Linked DNA regions of Mus musculus: region 2 is linked to region 1. A link is a contact called in public Hi-C data. All regions are on one chromosome and are shown on one strand. Each heading gives the region's core, a stretch centred on a gene start, on an enhancer-like site or on the middle of the called end of the contact. The rest is flanking DNA. Distances are from core to core; before and after follow the strand shown.

Region 1 (5,259 bases), core at 1,782-4,281:
CACCATGATTGAGGAAGTAGTTAATAAACAATAATAAATACTAAACATAAATACAGTAGTAGGATGTGGTCAGGGTCTTCCAGATGATGCTTGTCTGCTCTCTATCGATCCTTGTCTTTCTTTGCCACCAAGATTCTGATGCTTTGGTGTGGGCTCTCAGTGCCTATCTCACAGGAGGTTTCTATGCAATCTTCACAAGGTTAGATGTGGATAGTGTGAATATGGATGGCTTCATCTGCAGAGGGAGCTCAGACTCACTTCAGCTGCCCTGTTAGTTCATTCTATCAGGGTGGCTATTCTTTTCCTCCTTTCCAGAAGGAGTGGACAAGACCACACTCAAGTATGGGAAGTAGAAAGGACAGGAAATTGTAACATAACCAGTCCGGGAAGAAAGGGGAATTTGGTCATTTCACCAGGCAACATCCCATTTTTAACTAGCTTTAGATGTGAGGAAACTTTAGGGACGCCATGCCGATCAATTGCTGTTATAATTGTTGTATTTATGACCTTATTTATTAATATCTTATATACTCTACAGAATAAGAAGATATCGTTAACCTCCTGATCTTATAAAAGCCTTGTTTCAATATGTTAATATTACTTTTAAATATGATTTCTTAATAAATTGTGGTTTTCTAGTTACTCGGTTGAGATTTAGCTGTCATTGTGCATTTTGCATTGTAGACAATGATTGGCTTCTTCCCCTTTTACTCAACTAAAATACAAAGCTTGGGAGGGCAGAACAAGTCTCTTGGGACAGTCGATTTAGAAATAGATTACAACAGGATTTGTCAAGGTCACTTTGATGTTCCACTCCTCAGGAGAGAGATAAGATCATGAAAAATGTTCCCCAATTTCTATTCAAAAAGAAAGGAAGAAGACAACTTCCTTTTCCTACTTAGGTCCCTTAACTAAATTGAATTAAACAAAGACATTTTGAGTCACAATCAAATTCAGATGGAGAAAATTGGAGGCAGACTAGGGCCACCCATGAGTTGCTTAGATAGCCTTTAATGTTCAAAGCCTACAGTGTTTTAAACTAGGGAATTCTTTTGTCTCGTCTTGTGTTGAGACAATGTGGATGTTTAGCCCAGGCTGGTCGGAGACACAGATCTATCCACTTCAGCCTCCCCAGTGCAGAAATTGCATTCATACGACACCATGCCAGGATAAAATGATTCATTTCCACACTTTTATGAATGGGATACATTATGCAACTGATAGAAGCCCTGTGTGAGAAAATCCCAAACAGGGTGTCCTTTAACAGTTCCTTAGACTCCTGCTGAGTGAAAATGGTACTCTAGAAAGTGTGAACTACCAATGAAGCCTAGTGGATATTCTGGAACTGAGGCAACGCTGGTCTGCTAGCCATTGCATGGAAGAGAACGAGACAAAGAGTAACTAATTGAGCTGCCAGTACCAAGAGAAGTAGAGTTGCGTGTATGTGCTGTATATGCTGGTGAGAGCCACGGGCTTGAATGATTTGCCACCTGTCCTTCCTGAGCAGTTTATTTTGGGGTGCTTTTAACCTCAGAGACAGATGTGGATGGGGAAAGGACCCAATTTCTGGGACCTGGAGGCTCCTGGCAGCCTTTTGAGCAAGTCAGAGACAGGCATTTCACCTCAGTTTGTTTCCTTCACGTGGGAGGTGAGAGACAGTGAACTCTTCAGCCTCACTCAGATTCTGTCATGGCTTTAACCCAAGGAGAAAGCATGGTGTTCGCATGAAGACAATTATTTGAAAAGTGTGTTATGATCATGATCAATATTATATTACTGAAAGGTATCATTACGGAATGAATATTAACCCACTTCCCAGGTAGGGGACCATGATTGCCAGTCCAAAATGTCATTCCCAGAGAGAAACTAATATCCTGATTCTGGTTCTAAAGCTAGGTATGTCTTATCTTTCTAAAAATGAAACTAATCTTTGAGCTCTGCCATCTCCCAATCACAGCCAAGACAATGATACAGGTCTAGTTGTCCTGGACATTGATGGCTGAACAATGTCTTCTGCCCAGTTTTCCAGATCACACCCACACCCACCCCCACCCCCCAGCAGTCACAGTATGTTCTAAGAATTTAGAACCAAACCATCTGCATCCTGAGATGCCTCCTTCCTTTATTTTCATGTTCTTTGGCTTCTTCTCTAAACTAAGAATCTGAGTCCTTCCAATGCATGCTTCAAGTGCCAGCTGGGTAGCTGGCTCAATGCACCATGATCATTACATTACTAATCTCTATGCTGGCTGGAGTCTAGGTCATTTGTATATGCTTATCATGACCCTTTAAAGAGATAAGAGCTTAGTTGTTTCTGTTTGAGAGGAGAAAGGAAGGAGGTGACAAGGAGGAACAAAGTGTTCAGTGACTTAGTGGCCTTGCATGGTTCCAGCAAAAAGTCAGTTTCATGCATGCTAGAATTGTACTCCGTGCCTGCTGAAGTTAGCAAGGCTCGATCTTCTTCTTTAGCAAATTCCTCTGGGTATACTGTTTGCCTGCATCATGTGGAGAACAAATTTTCATCAGGACCCAACTTGTGTAGTGACTGCAAAAAAGTAGGCAATACAGAAACATGCCCCACAGAATCAACAAGCCAGGACTCACAGAGACTGTATAGATATGACCTAGATCCACAGCTTGTGTATTATAGTTGTATAGATTGGCTTTGTTGTGGAACTACAAACAGTGGGAGTGGGACTGTCTCTAACTCTTTGTCTCATCTTTGGATCCTTTTCCTCCTATTGGGCTGCCTCATCAGCCTTGATATGAGGATAAGTTCCTAATCTTATTGCAACTTGATATGCAATGTTTGGTTGATATAGCTGGGAGGCCTGCTCTCTTTTTGAAGAGAAAATGAAGTAGAAGCCTGTCTGGGGGAAGATGGAAGAAGGGACTTAGAGGAGGAGAGGGAGGAGAAACTGCACTTGAGAGGTAATATATGAAAGAAGAAAGAAAATAGCAGGTGGTGTGTATAGATTCTTGAGGTGAGGGGGAGGAAACTAAGGCATCTGGAAATGACTGCACTCAGCAGCCTGATGAGAGTGACACATTTGCCTCTCCACTCACCCGCCAGGAAACTCAGAACATGGCTCAGACCTTATGGCTATTCCCCATCAGAAATGTTAGGAAGCAGAAAGAAAGGGGAGAGCTTGAAGACCTGGTGGGAGCTCCAGACTGGAAGAGATGGAGGCAGCAACCTTACTGCCCAAACTGAAAACATTGGAAAGGGTACCAAAGACGTGTAGTTGTTAGATTTTAGGGTGCCAAAAAAAGTTCACTGAGCTCTGCCAACCCAGCTGTCCACAGAAGCTTTGGTTTTCTTAAGAAATGAAAACTGCAAACATCAAATTTCCTTGCCTCTTCTCCTCCCTAAGGCTTGCCCTTTAGTGTCAGCAAGCCTGGTCTGGGGTCCCTATGAGGCTTCACTGTGCTGCTGGTAGGCTTTTCTGGGAGAGCACAACTTCTTTAGGGGTGGGTTTCGCACAGAAAAGCTGCTTGTTGTGCTTAGAAGAGGAAATAGAAATAAATAGGATTTCCCGCCCAAGAGAGAACGTTCTTGACGGATTGAAATCACATTGTTGGCAGGTCTAATCCTGAGTCTTTTTATTACCTTGTGTTTTGTTACACAAGGTCCAGATTCCCTCTGTATCTTTAGGTGCTTTAGCTAAATCATGTGTGATTGTCAAGCCTAAGGTGTTTCATGAGCCAAGAGAAAGGGATTCTAAAAATATAGCACATCTGAAATTAACTTGATGGTTGTCCCTGATTTTGTCCGGCATCCAGGCAAACTTCTTTCTCTAGCTCACTGGCTTTGTCTCATTTCCCAAAGCAAGGATGAGAAACACCCTTTCATGTTGCTTGGGCCATTCAGATGGTGAGGCCAATATGCAAATGGGCACATGTACCAGCGACCTGAACCATATCAGAGAGGCTAATGGAGTTGACATGTACTGTGATCCTTTGTCAAAGACCCTTCCAGTCTTTTCAATTAACTTCCATTTGTTTTTAATAGGAGTTGTGATGATAGGGGGACTATACATGTGTTCTCATGGTGCAGAAACTGCAGATAATAACACTTGACTCATTACCGAACATTGTCAAATGCATTATTATAGTTGATCCTCTTGATAATGCTTTGTGGTATGGATTATTATCCCAGTTTTATTGAAGAGGGCTGTGAAGACCTCCACTCTGAAAGGTTAAATGGATTTCATGATCTCCTGCAGTGTTCAGGTGATACAGCTGGGACCACAATCCCATCCGACCCCACTCTACTGTAGGAGCTAGCCCAGTGCTGGCACTGTGAAATTTTAAATTTCAATCTGAATGGCCTTGTAATGTTTTCATATTTTGTTGTCACTGGCTGTCCAACCTAAAATACTTTGGCCATCTTGTCCACTTTTTAAATTCTTTTGTGATGGTCTTTGCAAAATAAATGAGGAATGATAGTGACAGCCATTGTAATCGCCAACATCTATGAATGCTTCTTAAGCATTAGAGACTTGCTGTACATTTTATTCATATTGTTTTCTTTAATGTTTGCAATAATCTTTTGATTAAGTGTGCCTCCTCTATATATATCTTATTCACAAAAGTCATCACTGAGCTTGCAGATTTTCAGTATCAGAGCCAAGATTTTCCATTGATGTGGTCCGATCAGCTACCTATTGTCTGGTATTGATCAGATTTGCTCTAGGTGCTCTTGGACATACCCTGACAATCATTTTAAATGAGATAGTTCTGATGGGACCTCTATGATACGCCAATATTCCTAGTCAACAACCTGCAAATTCTCTTTCCATATTTATTATAAAACTGGATTACAAATAAGTTACAGATAGTCAGATTTTCATCTACTTTTTTCTGCATATTTGTATCTGTTTCATATCTTGCTTCAGTGGCATCTTGCTACCAGTGAAACTTCAGTTCAATACAAGGAACTAGTGATTTCTCTAGCAATAACTTTTTAGGAGATGTAAGTGGGGTCTCTTTATAGAAGGTTCTGTCTTATAGAAATCACATAACATTAGTCCTCAATAAGTTTGTGCCACTAACAGTGAAATAAATCAGCCAGAGGCTCAGGAGACAATATGAAACTGCAGTCTCCATGCCTTTTTATACTGGTGTGGATATGCTATGTGAATGCACAAATACATGCATGTGTGTGCATGCTTGTGTGCATAAGAGCGTGCTTGTATTCCATTGCATGGGTGTACATGACAGTGGGCATTCTCAGGTATCGGCACTCACCTTCTCCTC
Region 2 (5,259 bases), core at 1,070-3,569, 700 kb before region 1:
TCCTTTGGATTAATATGTTGCTGGTTTATATGTGCTATTTTAAAGCCAAAATACTCCATTTCCCCCAATCAGCTCTTAATAATTTTCTTACAATTGAGACCTAGTCCCATAGAACACGAACTATGCTTTTCTCTGAATGAAAATAAAAATTAAGCTCTATGACACTAAAATCAAAAACAAACTTTCAAAACAAAGATGCAAAACCAATCAAAGATCTTTTCTTCTTAGGAAAATTATCCTAGTCACTATAATGAATAAGTTCTACATTTGCATGTTACATGTTTGCTTCGCCTTGTCACCTGATGTATTATCTCAGTAAATGTGCTTCTCTTTGTTCCTCTGTATCTATTTTCATTTCAGGAAACAGCAGCCCCCTTAGCTTAACCTACAGTCATTGTGTTGATAAGCCTAAATAAATCATAGTTTGTGTAACAAACCTGTATTATTGTGGTTATTAATAAAGATTCAAAATACATTCAGGATAAGAATGAATATAGTTATAACCATCACATTATCAGTAAACACACAACATTGAAAATTTTTATTTTCCATTTATCTTTTCACCCCGGTAATCAAATGAAGACATTTTTAGTAATTTGTTTTGCAGAGCTGGCTGATTGATTATTGCAAATATAATTTCCCATTCTACTTGTGATCCATTTTCATATTACTTAGAGCATGTGAATGCTGGGCAAGTGCACAATAGTCAGGGTGCAGACATCATTATTTTTACAAAGGAAGAAGGCAGGCTCCCCATTTTTATCATATTCCCTAGAGGTCATATTTGGTAGGTCACATACTCCTTATGTGATCTACCTCATGTGACCAATGCCACCATGCATTTCCACATTGTTTTCTTTTAGCCATTTTCACTAGTAAGAAGATGAACTCAGAAGATTGTCTTCTACTTTTAGGGCTATGACTACAAAACATCACAAATCTGTTGGCTTAGACCAAGAAAATATCTTTCCTCACAATCCTGGAAACTTGAAATCTGCAACACAGCTGCCCTGAGTTATTTCCTTTTGAGGAGGCAGTGAGGAACCTTTTCCAGGCTTTTCTCCTCTGCTTAGAGACAGCCCATTGCTTAATGATTTTAACCCTCCCTCTACACATGTCTGTTCAAATTTTCTCCTTTTTAAGGATGTTGCTCACATTAGATTATGCCTACATTAGTGACCTTCTTTTCACTTGACTCCATTTGTAAAGGCACTTTTTCCAAAGAAAGATGCACCCTAAGGGCCTGGGTTTAGGACTTCCACACTGTAATTACTATATTATAATTTTCCTGCCATGGGGGCAAGGTACAGCATAATGCATAATGGTTGTTTATTCTACTTTGTCTTGTCTCTTTATAACTAAATTTTAGCTCCTCCATGACAGAATTGCCCTAAGGATTTCGATATGGCATCTACAATCAATGCAATTCAAATGCATATGAAGTATTTATGTAGTAGTAGAGACAATATAGTTTTTTAAATCAAATGATTCAAAGACAAATACAAAAAACCCAGGTCTGTAAACCTTGCCTGTGATTTCAGAAACAAAAGTAATCATTATGAATAGATACAGTGGCAATACAGATGTGAGAACACATGACACATTTCGAGCATAATAGGGTATCCAACAAGACTTCACAGATTTGAGAGTATGTTGAGCCAATTGAGGTGAGCACAATGATGAGACTAGCTTTGGGGTGACCTAAGGAACATTTCCCACCAACCTTATAGTTAATGCACCTTGTCTTAGAGACATTCTGTTAGCTTGGCTGCTAGCATCCTCGAAGTGTGCTGCTCCCTAGAAAACCTCAGATGCACTCCTCATATGTAAAAAGGTGTTTCTGGAAGCTGTGAAGATGCACAGGTGGCCAGATACTCCCTTGATGAAGAGAAAAATTTGTGCATGGACTCAGCTTTGTCTGAGTTCTGTGATACTCTCATGGAGCCTCCTAGACAGATTCCTGAACTAACTCTTAGAATTATACAAATGGAACCTTATTTTTCTCTTAAAAATGCCAATTCTCTTCTCTTGTTTCATGTTATTGTTAGTTAAGCTTTCCTGTTAGAAGAAAAGCATTTATTTATTGGATCAGCTGGCACTGATGTGGCTTGCAGATGCTATTGTACGTGGGTACCACTGTCAGTTTTGCTGAAGGGATAATTTACTCTCATAAGGAGAAATCATGAGCTTTTTACATATACTTAAATTTCTGTGACATAATCTGCTTAAATTTTGACAAGATGTTTTAGAGCACAGGGGTGGTTAGCAGCTTGGCTGTTTGACACAATAGTCTTCCTTTGTCAAACAGAGTTGGTTTCATTTATGACTCAAAGTGAAAAGACATGGTCCTAAAGAAAGTTTCCACATTTTCACACTGCTCATGCATATTTGAACTTGATTTTGCTTAGCACCCAAATGAACAACCCATGGGAGGACTTGATTTTAAACCATTAATTGCCACTGAGTTTTAAACCCATCATAGGAGCAGACAGAAAGAACATTATCATGAATCATAAGGATTCGCTGCAAAATGCATCCATGTTGTCACTGAACTGGTTAAGGTCAGTGAGGCAGCACTAAATTGTTGTGACATTTTCCCAGCCCCACTATTACCTGTCAAATTGGAAAAAAAAAATATCAAGGCATCAGACAAGCTTGAGTATTGATGTGCTCACTCTAGTTGTTAATTGAAGTAAATGGATAAGCTCCTCTGTCCGCAACAACAAACACATCTGTTCACTGTTGTTGTTTTGTTTTTAATCTCCTTAACCTTGTGCTTCTTATCAGTCTCTGGGATGTGAAAATGCTCTTTTTTCTATTCACGAATGATGATGTCTCTTGTGTTTGTTCTACACTTTAAAAATATGCTGACAATGTGAAACGTGGAATACTGTGTGAACTTATTTCATGTTTGGCTCATTATGGATTGAGTTATATAAAGTAGGACATGAACAAATTACAAAAGCCAGAACAAGCAGAGTCACTAATAGTCTTATATAACTGCAAACACTCTACATCTGCTTTAATCCATCATCCTCTTGCCTCTCACAAAAAGAAAAATAGCTTCTCTCTCTCTCTCTCTCTCTCTCTCTCTCTCTCTCTCTCTCTCTCTCTCTCTCTCTCTCTCTCCCTCCCTCCCTCCCTCCCTCCCTCCCTCCCTCCCTCTCTCAATATCTTTCTGATTTTTAAGTACAAAAAAGTTTTCCAAATTATAAACTGAAAAGAGGACATTTAATGAGAACGTGGCTTAAAATGAAAACAGGAAATCTCTGCTTTCATTTGAGTGACTCTATTAACTCCTAAAGTGCACTGCAGACAGTGATAGAGCAGAGTAATGCCAAATCATTTGCTTGAGAATGGTGTTTATTGCAATATTTCATTGGCATGAAAATAAAGAATTTATCCCCAATGTTATGCTACATACTAGAATTTTCTTCTATGTTTGTAATGGAAAGACTAACAGCAGTGTAGAAAAAATAAACAAATCAAAATAGCAGCAACTTATTTAATTATGTTCATCTGAGAATTCTGGGTACATCAAGAATATGTTTGTGAGAGTGGGGAGATTAAATATATCGAACGTCAGTGCTTGCTATTTGCTATGGAAGTCACATTAATGAAGAGAGAGGTTTTCTCCTACCTATATTTAGAACTTCTATTGAAGGATAGAAGAGCAACAATCCTGAAATGGTTCCATGCTTGCAAAATATTTGTCCCAAGCATTATGAAGCCTCAGAAAGTACAAAGGCAATTAAGATTCACTAATACAATGTGTGTTAGTTTGCAAAGTAAAATAAAACAACTCAAAGACACTCACAAGAGAGAATGAAGATGAAAGTGGAGAGCTGCCTTCCTGTGTTTTAATGAATTGCATTATTGCAGCATTGTTCTAAATTGCCCAACATTAAAGTCCTGTTGACACTACTGATGAAGAGGGCAGAGACAGCATACTCAGCCTTGTCTATCCTCACCCCTTTTCCCCTTTATGCACTCTGTATTGGCATATTTCCCCCTTCCAGAAGGATCTCCTGAGCTTCCCAAGGCTGTGCCTGGAACTCCAGATTGTGGCCTTTGTAAATAACGTACATAAAGAAGGGCTGTTAAACTCTTGTTGAGTTATTTTTGTTTTGCACTTTGCACCTTCAGTGAATACGGGAACTACTCCCACACCATTTCCTGACAAACCAAATCTTGCTGTGAAGGCTGAAAACGTTAGTCAGTTGCACCCTATTTTTAGGACTTGTAATGAAGAGAAAATGTAGTGTTATAACACCCATCCAAATGCTGGCGCCCCAGTAGACAACTGCAGAGTTTTAAGAGCTAATGTAGACAATTTATACAGAAAGAACTAAATTATGACCAGTTCTGCAAATAAACAGACAACAGATCACTGGGAGTTGTGATGGAAGTTAGTCGTGGTTTGGAAACGCCAAACTTGGTGCTACTAAGAATCACAGATGGCCAAAAATAGCAGTAGCAGATACTTAAGAACTGGACTTGGAAAGATTATAATGTTAGTGTTAAACAGGAGAGTAGAAATAAGGCCAAAAATCTTTGCTATAGCTTTAAAAATTGCATTTCTAAATGCCTAGGACTTTCCAAGTAATAATAATGCCTAACTTTCACTAAGTGGCTACTGGGAACCCAGGTACTGGGTTCACAGTATATATTTGTGAACCCTGAAGAAGATGGTAGTAGTATTAATCTTTTTAAAAAATTGATTAAGTCCAATACAGAGTGATTAACAGGGCCAATGGACCCTGAAGAAGATGGTAGTAGTATTAATCTTTTTAAAAAATTGATTAAGTCCAATACAGAGTGATTAACAGGGCCAATGGATTATATCCCCCGAAGAGAAAACATGGAGAGCAAGATTACATACCCTGAGTGTATTCTGATATACCTATTACCATGGAGACGGCTCTCACAGCTTTCTGTTTTACTCTTCTGAACTTCATATTCCTCCCCATCTAGAGAAAAGTGGGTACAGATGTGAAGCAGTCTATGGGAGGGACCATGTCTCATCTATAGAAGGCCGAAGGTTATTGGGATTGCACAGATGTTGGCCTATGGGGAGTGAGAAGTCAATGATATTTATCTTTTGACACTAAGTCTATCAGTTTCAATCAGTGGCTTTATAAACTTAGCCCCAGATATTCTCAGAGTTCTAGATCTGATAAAAGTCCCCCTCCTTCAATATTTCTCTCCATATATTTGCTTAGAATCTAAGCTCAAGTTTCTGGTTTGCTATACTCCATG

What was found. Hi-C and Micro-C count contacts between places; a contact is called where the count stands out from the background.
Region 2: a contact with region 1 is called in a Hi-C map of Th1 cells, with 5 times the contacts expected there. The contact joins two enhancer-like sites. A contact is called at or near these places in 1 of 15 datasets of contacts at CTCF or cohesin (pro-B cells), 4 of 484 Hi-C or Micro-C datasets (CD4 T cells, Th1 cells and cerebral cortex) and 3 of 115 datasets of contacts at active chromatin or transcription factors (DN3 thymocytes, T-cell acute lymphoblastic leukemia and neural progenitor cells).

What each region holds. Positions count from the first base shown.
Region 1 is chr4:6,893,878-6,899,136 of GRCm38.p6, reverse strand. All of the region lies in intron 1 of Tox (thymocyte selection-associated high mobility group box), which reads left to right. Among named protein-coding and RNA genes, the nearest start is that of Tox, 94 kb to the left of the region's middle. Within about 2 kb of position 3,031, at least 9 of the 459 cell types and tissues checked have an H3K27ac peak or open chromatin away from gene starts, as enhancers often do. A contact at or near this core is called in Th1 cells, where this site is marked.
Region 2 is chr4:7,595,236-7,600,494 of GRCm38.p6, reverse strand. All of the region lies in intron 3 of Gm33752 (a long non-coding RNA gene), which reads left to right. Among named protein-coding and RNA genes, the nearest start is that of 8430436N08Rik, 37 kb to the right of the region's middle. Within about 2 kb of position 2,319, at least 6 of the 459 cell types and tissues checked have an H3K27ac peak or open chromatin away from gene starts, as enhancers often do. A contact at or near this core is called in Th1 cells, where this site is marked.